Linked DNA regions of Sus scrofa: all the other regions are linked to region 3. The links are chromatin contacts, called in public Hi-C and promoter capture Hi-C maps. All regions are on one chromosome and are shown on one strand. The core of a region is the stretch at or near the end of the contact, and the rest is flanking DNA. Distances in the headings are between cores, read along the strand shown. Region 1 holds the start of IER2 (immediate early response gene 2 protein). Region 2 holds the start of NACC1 (nucleus accumbens-associated protein 1). Region 3 holds the start of PRKACA (cAMP-dependent protein kinase catalytic subunit alpha).

The links. Promoter capture Hi-C pulls out the DNA fragments that hold promoters and counts their contacts. Hi-C and Micro-C count contacts between places; a contact is called where the count stands out from the background.
Region 1: a Hi-C map of liver shows a contact between it and region 3, with 6 times the contacts expected there. The contact joins the promoter of IER2 here to the promoter of PRKACA in region 3. A contact is called at or near these places in 1 of 5 promoter capture datasets (liver) and 2 of 47 Hi-C or Micro-C datasets (embryonic fibroblasts and liver).
Region 2: a contact with region 3 is called in a promoter capture Hi-C map of liver, with 5 times the contacts expected there. The contact joins the promoter of NACC1 here to the promoter of PRKACA in region 3. A contact is called at or near these places in 1 of 5 promoter capture datasets (liver), 1 of 47 Hi-C or Micro-C datasets (embryonic fibroblasts) and 1 of 2 datasets of contacts at active chromatin or transcription factors (skeletal muscle).

What each region holds. Positions count from the first base shown.
Region 1 is chr2:65,910,963-65,914,260 of Sscrofa11.1, reverse strand. It overlaps IER2 (immediate early response gene 2 protein), which reads left to right and starts at 1,770. Exons shown (of 1, transcript XM_003123342.4): 1 at 1,770-3,298. The coding sequence starts at 2,976. STX10 (syntaxin-10) reads right to left here and starts at 129. Exons shown (of 8, transcript XM_003480777.4): 1 at 1-129.
Region 2 is chr2:65,937,203-65,940,444 of Sscrofa11.1, reverse strand. NACC1 (nucleus accumbens-associated protein 1) reads left to right here and starts at 1,605. Exons shown (of 6, transcript XM_003123340.6): 1 at 1,605-1,789. It overlaps TRMT1 (tRNA methyltransferase 1), which reads right to left and starts at 292. Exons shown (of 17, transcript NM_001243450.1): 1 at 213-292.
Region 3 is chr2:65,073,617-65,077,029 of Sscrofa11.1, reverse strand. It overlaps PRKACA (cAMP-dependent protein kinase catalytic subunit alpha), which reads right to left and starts at 2,154. Exons shown (of 10, transcript XM_003123353.4): 1 at 1,893-2,154. The coding sequence starts at 1,938.

The DNA.
Region 1 (3,298 bases), core at 521-3,020, 840 kb before region 3:
CGCCCGAGGCCGAGCCCCCTCCCCTCTCGGCCTTGGACGCAGGTTCCCTCCAAGCAATGCAGAACTCGCCGTCACCCACCCGCCCGCTCCCGTCACGTGACCCAGGCCACCAACGAGAGCGGAGCCACAAGGGGAGAAAGAGAGGCCTTAGAGGCCCGAAGTGTGGAAATTTCCGCTCTCTCTTCGGCCATCTTGGTTGTGGGCGGAAACGGCTTCCTGCCCGTACCTATTCCTCTTCGCATCTTGGTCCACAGATGTGTCAGTTCTGTCTGGCTGGGTTCGAGTCAGAGCTCCCTACGCCTTGGTTGAAGACCCAGGCCTTCGGATTGTTGCTGCGCAACCATGGTTTCCCTTCTGGGCAATATAAATAACAATAGTCTCCTTCAAATCCGGTCAGATTATGGCTGGGGAAGTGGCTCCTTCAATTAGTAGATCATCTTTATGATGCTCCTGCACCTAGATCCTGTCCTGGAAGATGGTTCCAGCCCAGGGTCAGGTGTGACAGGTTTGGGGAGCAGTATGGGGATGGGTGGTCTCTCCACCTTCCCGCGGGGCCAGGGTGAACTGCAGGCATTCTGTGACGAGTTCTGTTTGATTTACCCCTCCTCTTTTTTTCCTGCGGAGGAGGGAAGCATCCCGGGGCAGGATGGCCCTGGATGGGGGCCCTGGAAATGCTTCTGGAGGGTAGGATCTTTCTGGGTGCGACCTGGGGGTCGTGGGAGGGAGTGTGGTGGGGGCAACTCTGAAGATAGCCTGCAATGAAGTCCTTTGCGCGTGGAGTGGGACCAGGGAATGTCTGGAGAGGGACTCAGGGTGGCCGCCTGTGCGACAGAACCTTTATGTGTGGGGTCTCCGAGAAAGCATTTTTTTTTTATTGGTGGGGGGGACCGTTGCCCGAGTGGGGTCCTGATTCTTGGAGCGGGCTATCTTAAGAAACCCTCAGAAGGTCGCCCCTGTTGTGTGTCAGAGACAGCGCCTGGGCGGGGGATGTCGTTGTGGAGTTTCGTGGGATTGGGAGTGTGGGGGAGCGGGGATGAGGACGTTCTCAGCGAGTAATATATGGCAGGATCGCTGAATGGGAGCGGTTTTGGGAGAAGTCTTTTAGAAGAGAGAATAATTGACCCCCCCATGTGTCAGAGTTGGAGATGGGGGACCTGAGCGTGATCCAGAGGTGCAAAGGAGGATCACTTTAAGGGGAGGGGCAGGATCTCCATGGAGGGGACCAGAATGAGAGTCCTCAGGGAGTAGCTGCTTGAGTTGGCAAGGTCTTTGTGTAGATCTCTGGGATACGGCGTCAGAGTGAACAGTGAGGTAGCCCCTACACGCCAGCAGGGGCTTTTCTGGAGGGGCGTCACATCTTCCCGGTCTCCGGAGGGAAGGAAGCGAAACTTTCTCCTTCCTCTCTGTGGGCCGGGCTGAACGCCGCTCCGGAAACCGGGGGCTCCAGCCAGCCCTAGCTGCCGGGAGAGAAAGAGCGGAGGGGGCGTGTCCGGAGGCTAAGGCACCACCCCCGCCCGGAAGAAGCCCGTGGCTGTCCCGTATCGAGATCCGGGTTCCTGTCCTTATATGGGCAGCCGGAAGCGGCTCACGCGCACGCTCTACGTCATTACTTCCAAATTTAGTGGTGGAAGTCTAGCAGATCTCTTGGCGGGAAGGCTCGCGCAAGAGTTGGGGGCGGTGGAGCCTTCCCTTAAAGGGCCCGCACCACGAATGAATGGAACTATTCGAACCGTATTGCTTTTTTTTTTTTTTTTTTTTTTTCCTGAGTAACTGGAATTAGGTTTCCTTGGAACTGTAGTGCGAAGCGGAAGGTGGGGCGGCTGTTTTCTATCTGCTCTATTTCTGAGTTGTTCAGTTTTCAGCTTCTACCCCAACTCCGCCTCCTGGGGAGCAGAGGCGGAGCACCGCTGCGTCGTTTGGGGGGCCACAGCCACGTGCTCACTCGGGTTGTGTTGCGGCTGGGTACTCCGCCTTACGAGTTCCACGCCCACGGTGGATTTCGTGCCTAGGGAAACAGACGAAGTGGGAGGGTGATTCTTGCGGAGCGCAGAGATGGCAGCCTGGACTGCACTTGTGTCTGCAGACATCCGCCGCCCGTGGAGTGGGCATCTTTGCTCTAAGGCAACGCAACCAGCGTGTCCCGCCTTCTTACCGCTTCCATACGGAGGGGAATGGAGAGGGCTGGAGGCCCAAACGGTCTCGTTTCACCGCAGTAGCCCATTTATTTGTTTAGCAAATATTGGACGAATCACTCTTGTCTAGGTTTCCCCACCTGAAGAAATCAGATATAACTACCCTCCGCGGAGTGGAGGTGAGAGATCAATAACATATTTATGAAAGGAAAGACTTTAGCGCGTGGCACATAGTAAGTGCTTAATAAATGTTGCTAGCATCGTTATTAACAACAAAAAAACGTTAATTAAGAGACTGGTAGATGCTAGGCACTGTTCCCACGGGGGATGTACCGGCTGGAACCCGGGTCTTCCCAGGTGCGAAAGGAAACTTACAAGCTAAGGCCAGCTCGCTGGGCTCTACAGACGCAACCCGTGGGTCGGCCCTGAGCCCCACCTACGGCCCCCCTACACTGGGCCTGCGCAAGGATGCACTGGGGCCACTGAGAAAGGATACCGCCGGGAGAGGTCAGCTTGGACTGGGGAACGCTCACCCTCTACAAGTTCGGGTCCCTTTTCATCTCAGGGTAAATCCCACCCTGTCCCTTTAAGGAGTCTCTAGCCCCGCTGCGCTGCGGAAAGCCCGGATGCGGCTCTCTGATTGGGCGGGGCGTCTCCGTGACATCACACTGGGTACAAAAGGGCCCGGGTGGCGGGCGGCCGGGCAGAGCGTCCTACTAGTCTCTCAGTGTGGGTATCTCCGCAGAGAGAGGCGTGAACGAACGCATAGTCTGGAGTGCACCTGCCACCTCCCCTGCCCAGCCCAGAGTCCCCGCCAAACCTCGGTCCCGCCGTCGAGTCGTCATGGAAGTGCAGAAAGAGGCGCAACGCATTATGACCCTGTCCGTTTGGAAGATGTACCATTCGCGCATGCAGCGCGGTGGCCTACGGTTGCACCGGAGTCTGCAGCTGTCGCTGGTCATGCGTAGCGCCCGGGAGCTCTACCTTTCGGCAAAGGTGGAAGCCCACGAGCCTGAGGTGCCCTTGCCACCCGCCCGCTCCCCTGATCCTCGCCTACACCCACCGCGAGAAGCGGAAGCCGCAGCCAATGCAGCGCTCCCCGACGGTGAGCCTCCCTCTCCGGAACCCATGGACACGCAGGAGGCGCCGAGAATCGAGGAGACCCC
Region 2 (3,242 bases), core at 356-2,855, 860 kb before region 3:
CAGGGGAGGGAACAGGGAGAACATCAGAGAGGTGCGTTCCCGGGCAGGGTGGCTTACATGTCACTAAAGTAGGGACTAAGGAGACTCTGAGGCCTCGGTAAATTGACACCACTCCCCCCGTCTTTGGAGAACTGCCCCTACGAAGTTGGAAGCCCTCGAGCGGGCCCGCCCCTGGCCAGGATCCCTCCTCGCGTCGCCCAGGCCCTCCTCACCTTCTCTCGCGGCACGGAAAACCGAATTAATTTCGGTGCACGTTTCCCGGATTAGGACCTGGGCGCCGCCATGTTGGCACAGTGGGAGGGCACGTCACGTGACAGAATCCAGTCAATCAGTGATGCTACCTACAGTGGGCAGCGGGAATCAAAATGCACGGCGCAAAGAGCTGAACGTGTTGTGTGGTGGCCTCAATCACTGCGGCTCCCCTGGGAGGGAATACGTCACTAGCCCCATTTCTCGGATGAGGAGGGTGAGGCTCAGAAAAGGGGCGATAAGCGGAAATCCAACACCTATTGATCGTCTCCTGTTTCCTGGGTTTTAAGCACATTATTTTCAGGGCATCCTGCAGGAATAACTCAGGCTCTGAAAACAGATTTACTGCGTTTGAAACTCAGTCCTACCACATGCTCTTGGCACTTTATTTAAATTATACTCACTTTCCTTACCTGTTAGAGAAGAATCCTATAGAGCAAAAATTAAACGACATTGGAAAATGTGCAAAGTAGTCCCTCTCACATAGTAAACCTTCAGTAGGTTCTAAGTGGTGTAGGAAAGGAGGGCATAGAGGCCTGTATTCCCCAGCTCATCCTGCTACTTGTTCTTAATGTTCTCTGCTCATATTTACACATTTGCAAAATGGGCAGAACTTTTAAACTTTCGTTATTGAGTTGTGACGAGAATTAAATGAGTGAAATGCTTAGAATGGAACGTGGCATCGCATAAGCATCATAAAATACTTGTTCTGCCATGCCTGTGGCATGTCGAAGTTCCCAGCCCAGGGACTGAACTTGATCCGGGCCGCTGCAGTGACAACACCGGATACTTAACACGTTGTGCCACAAGGGAACTCCAAGTATTAACTTTTATTGTCTCTTCTTGAGCCTCGGTTTGAATCCTGGAACCCGCCACCACTTCCTTGCTGAGTGATCCTGAGGAGGTTTCTTCGTTTCTCTGTGCTTTCTTATTTTTTGAAAGTGTGTGTGTGTGTGTGTGTGTGTAAAATAACTCCTATCTAAAGATGTTAATGTGAAGTTTAAACGAGATAATCCCATAAAGAACACAAAACAGTGCCTGACACAATAAACAGCAGACATTATTGTTTGCGTTTTTACAGGAAACTAAAATTCCGAAGGGAAAGCGACTTGCTTTAGGTTGTGGGACTAGAAGGTGACGGGGTGGGGACTGGAACTCTCCAGCAGGGCCGAGGTCCAGGCGTTGAGTCCAGGGGGCGGAGGGAGGAGACTGAGAAAAGAAGGGGTGTGCTCTCGGTGCTCGGCTGGCCTAGCCTCGGGGGGGCGGGTTTTGGGGGCGGTGCGCGGGCGGGGCCAGGCCGCTCCTCCCCGGCCGGGCTGCGGCGGCGGCGCGCCTTGCGCTCGCTCGGCGCTCGGCTGGGGCGGCCTGGCCCACAATGAATGGCCGCCGCGGCTGCCGCTGCTGCTGAGGCGGAGGCCGCGGAGGCCGCGGAGGCGGAGGCCGAGGCCCCGGCGCAGGGGGGCGCGCCCCGGGCCCAGGCCCGGCCCCAGCCGCCGCTGCGGAGCCTGCCGGGAGCCCCCGGAGCGCGGCCACGGCGCAGGTGAGGCGGCCCGCCCCAGGCCCGGTTCCGGCCTCCTCTTGCTTGGGCGGCCCGAGGGCATCCGAGGTCTGGCTAAGGGGCGAGGGGAGGGAAGACATGGGGGCCTCCTCCAACCAGGAACCTGGCCAGTAGCCTGCACTATGCCCCAGCCGGCGAGTGTGTGGGGAGTCCCGGCCCCCGCGAGCGGCTTCGAGCGTTCAGCCCCGCGCGGGACCGCGGGGCTTGCGGGCGTCGGGATCGGGCCCAGACCTCCCCCTATTCCCGGCCAGAGAGGCGTGAGGCCAGGCCGGGGCAGGTGGCTAGGGGCCCAGGAAGTTGGAGGGAGGGCCGGAGGAGGAAAAGTGAAGAGGCGCCCGTGGAGGCCGGAGGGGGAGGGGGAGGAGGAGTCGGTCTTTGGGCCGGCGGAATGGGGGAGGAGGGGAAAGCGGCTTGGCTGGAGGGAAATGGCCCCGAGGGGGGCGGGGAGGGGCCGGGCTTGCAGGTACTGTCGGGGCGCCGGAGGAGGTGGGTCAGGTTACAGGCTTGGGGGCGGCTGGGGAGAAGCCCAGGAAGTGGAGCTGGGTGGGTGTGGGCGGAGTTAGTTCGGGTGGGGGCGGTTAGGAGATCCCAGAGATGTTTGCAGGGGTCACATGAGGTTAGTGCTGGGAGCGTTGGAGGGGTGGCGAGGGCCGGATACGGGGGCGATCAGGTAGGTTGAGGAACTACTGTAGGAGCTTTGGGAGGGAGAGGCAGAGCCTTTGGACTAAGTAGGCTTGTGGGGGTGTAGGAGCAGGTCCGGAGAAAGTACTGTGATCAAAAGGCACGTGCCAAGGTGCGCCCCCCTTTGTCGGCCAGATGTTAAGTTGGAGTCAAACCTGAAGTGTTTACTCTTTCTCACACCTCTCATCTCTATTTATCAGGTTCTAGGTCCCGACCTACCCTTTGGGCAAGCCTCTGCGGGCTGTTCCAGAGTTTGAGCCTGCCAGGAGGGTGTTTGTGTGGGATTCTTGGGAAATAGTCTGGAACACCTAGCTTGCCCATATTGTTTATCACCCTCTTGTACATCTCTAACCGGTATATCTTCATGGAGGCAGCCCAGCATATACACACACACCCCACCCCCCACCCCTGTTATCTGAACACCTTAGGGTCTTAGATTCTTTCCCCACCTTGGGGCCCTCAAGCCTAGGGGTTGGGACCTCACAGTACCCCCACATTCTCTCAAGTGTCTTACTAGAAGGTGAGCATATAAAGCTCAGTTCATTGTGTCTCAGAGGCTCCTGATGGGGTGAAGGCAGGTCACTGAGAGGGATCAAAACAGGCCCCTGCACCCAGGCCCTGGCCTTTGGTGCTACTGATCCCAGGGCTCTGCCTCTGGAGTGCTCTTCTTGTCCAGGCCCTGCAGTGAGCTTGCTGGTTAGATGAGCTCATTGATTGCTCACACCACCAGGTTCAGCTTGGGCCTTCTCTGTGG
Region 3 (3,413 bases), core at 905-3,404:
GGCTCTACTTCATCTTGATATTCCAGTCCTGAGTGATCTGAGGGAATTAGCGCTTCCTTCCAGAGCCTCTGATCTGTTTCTTGGGGATCCTTTTCCCTGTGCGGCTTTCCCCCCACCCCTACCCCCACCCCCGGCCCCACTGTATGTGTCTGATATGCCTTGAGAGTTTTCAGGACTATGTCATCTCCCCAACTTTCAACTGAGCCTCTGAAATACACAGCTGCCTGCCTCCACCTTCCACCTCCCAGCCAGCCTCACCTGCTGGGGGCCTGGCTCCTCCCCCTCTGCTTAGTCCCCTCCAAGCACAGGCCCAGACCTTTTTTGGTCACTACCCACCTGCTCCTCTGTCATCAAGCGCTCAGCTACAGGCACTTGCCTCCCCGTTCCCCGCCCCTCGGTGACTTGTCAGGCCTCTCCATGGTTGCTCAGTGACTCTAAAATTTGGCCATTTGAATCCGGATGGGAAGCAAGTTCCCTGGCTTTCATGCCTGGGTCTTTCTGGGAGGGAGCCTTCGGGGAACTCGGACGCTGCGGGTTGAGACCAGTAAATGGGAAGGACCTATGTGGATGTGGCCTCCCTTTTAAGCTCTGACTATTTCTGGGTAACTGGAAGGGGATCCTAGCTGAGGTCCAGCTTTATGCCTGGAGTGATGACAATTTAAGAGCTGGAGGAACTGAGGAAGGGGCTCAAGGCCATTTCTGAAGGCATTTCCAGATACCAAAATCTCTTTCCCTGGCTGGCTGGAAAAGGCCACTATTTGGGGGCTGAGGGAGAAATAGGCTCTTCTCTGGTTGAACCCTGGGAATGATCAGAATCTATTTGTCCCTTGGCAGAGAGGCATTAGATGTCACCCACTACTCCTCCCAATTGCCATCCCTTGAGTCCTCTTTCTCACCATTCCAGCTCAAGCTGAAGGAGGCTTGTTAAAGCCAGACACTCTTCATCCCAAGCCCGGAGCGGGTCAAGAAGCCTGGGGGACTGGGTGAATGACGAAGCCTCAGTTGTGAAACAACCATTTATTGAGGGGCCCTCTGAGGAGCCTAGAGCCTTCCAGAGATGGGAAGGGGCTCTCTGCTGACACCTCCACCCCCCAACCCAGGAAAAACGACGCAATGAATTTTCCAGCAAGATCAGCTCAAACTTGGCTTTGGAAGCACTGAAGCAGTTCTCTAGGTTCATAAACAGTCTGCTACCCCAGCCAGGGACAGACGCTTGCTTGGAGGAGGGAGCACAAGCAGAGGAGCAGAGTGACAGAGAGTATCAGGATGAGAGAGGGGCAGAGAGACCCAGAAAGATCCTGTCCCCCATGTCAAGTGACACAGAAGGGAAAAACAATTCTGGAGGTGGCCCTGAGAAATGCTCAAGGAAGGCAAAGTGGGGTTGGAGGGGGCTGTGATAAGGTGAAGAGGGGAAGGGCAGGAGAAAGATGGCGGGGGCTGGAGGGGGGAGGGGTGTGGTCACCAAGTGGCCAAGGTCCCTGCAGGGTGGAGGCAGACCCCACAGCACTCCCAGACTGGCAGAAGAGGTGAGTGTGGAAGAGGTGAGTGAAGAAGTGGGGGGAGATTTAGAATCTGTGCAGAGGTACCAGGAAAGAAGAGAGTGGGGTAGTGACAGGGCCCCATGTGGGGCCTCAGCGGTTATACGTGCCATGGTTGGCAGTGACAGCTGGGGGGGAGCACGGTCTTTGCACAGGGGGACGGTCTTTGGCAAGGGGGCTCCTACGGGGTCTTCTGCGGGCCTTGGGCCCCAACCTTGGACAGACAGGGGGAAGGGTTCGCTGTAGGGTAAACAGAGAGAAATGGGGGGGATAAGGGGAGGGGCCAAGCGGTGATGGACAGGGAGGGGGCTGGCAGCGCGGGGCCGCGATCGGGGTCACGGCCCGGGCACTCACCGCTCTCCTGCTCGCTGCCCTTCTTGGCGGCGGCGGCGTTGCCCATCGCGGCGGCGGCGGCCGGGGCCGGTCCCGGAGCTGCGGCGCGGCGGGTGCTGGAGGCGGCCCGCGGCCCCGGAGCGCGCTGGGCGGCGGCGGCGGCGGCGGCCCCTGGGGTTGGCTGCGCTGGCTGCGGCGCCGCGACCCCCGCCCAGCCCCTGCTTCCCGCGTCTCTCCGCGCCCGCCCGCCCGGGAACCTCAGCCCAAGTCCGCTGCTGCTGCTGTCCGTGACGCCCCCGCAGCCTGCCGCTCATTGGTCTAGGCCTCCCTGACTGACGGCGCTACGCCGCAGTCCATTGGTCCTCCGCAAACCTCCCGTGCTGCCATAGGATCCCGGCCCCTGACACGCCCCTAGAACGCCCGGCCACTCGCGCGCTTCTGAGGCCTCAGCCGGGCGGGCCGACGCGTCTGATTGGTCCAGCCTCCCGACAGGCTCTGGGGCCCGCCCAGCGAGGCAGTCAATTGGCCAAGGCTGGCTGTCCGGCAAACCCTCGGCCGAACGTTCAGTGTCAATCCCGAGGTGAGAGGGCGGGGCGGAGGCTCAGCCCGCCGCCCGGACCTGACGGGCGGGGCGGCAGGCTGAGCCTCGACCCACCGGGTGGGGGGGCGCGGAGGCTCATCCTGTTGCCTGGACCCGCCGGGCGGGGCGGCCGAGGCTGGCGGGCGGCCGCGCAGCGCTCGGAGCCCCAGGCGGCGGTCCAGGCGGGCGCTCGCCCAGCCCCGTATTCGCCGCAGTCCCCCGCCCCCGCTCAGTGCGGCAGCGGCTGCCGGCCAGCCGAGGTTGGCGCCGCGCCCCCCCCACCCCACCCCGCAACCCCGGCGCAGCCGCTGTCCACCTGCCAGCGGGGGAGGAGAGCAGCAGGCGCCGCGGGTCATAGGTCGCCCGGCCGCCGGCCGTCGTCATTCATAAGGCCTGGCGCAGGATAGCTGCAGGCCCCGGGGCCAGGCTGCGGTCCTCTTGGGTCTCTCTCAGCCACAGCCTGAGCTTCTGGAGGATGCTGGGCTGCAGGAGCAAGGGGATGTTGGGAGGGGGCGCTCACTAGCCATCCTTTTTTACTGGGTCCCCAACTTGGGCTCATGGCAGTGGTGAGCTAGCGCTCATTAAATACGTTATTTCGTACCACACTCCTATCACGTAGGCACTATGATCATCACTCCCATTTTACAGATGAGGAATGGGGCACAGCCAAGATGGGGATTCCCTCTGTCTAGGCAATGCAAAAGGAACGGCCCCTCCTGGAGCAGAGTAGCAAAATTGCCCCTTCCTTAGGGTGCCCTTTTAATATACTGAGGACAGTTTCCCACTGCCACATTTCTGACATTCAGGGCCGGACCAGTCTATGCTGGCGTGGGAGTGAGGAGTGGTCCTGTAGGGTGTTTAGCAGCATCCCCAGTCTGCCACCTGGATGTCAGTAGAACCTTCCTCTCCTCCACCAGCTGTGACAACAAAAGCCACCTCTAGACACTGTTCAGTGTGTCCTG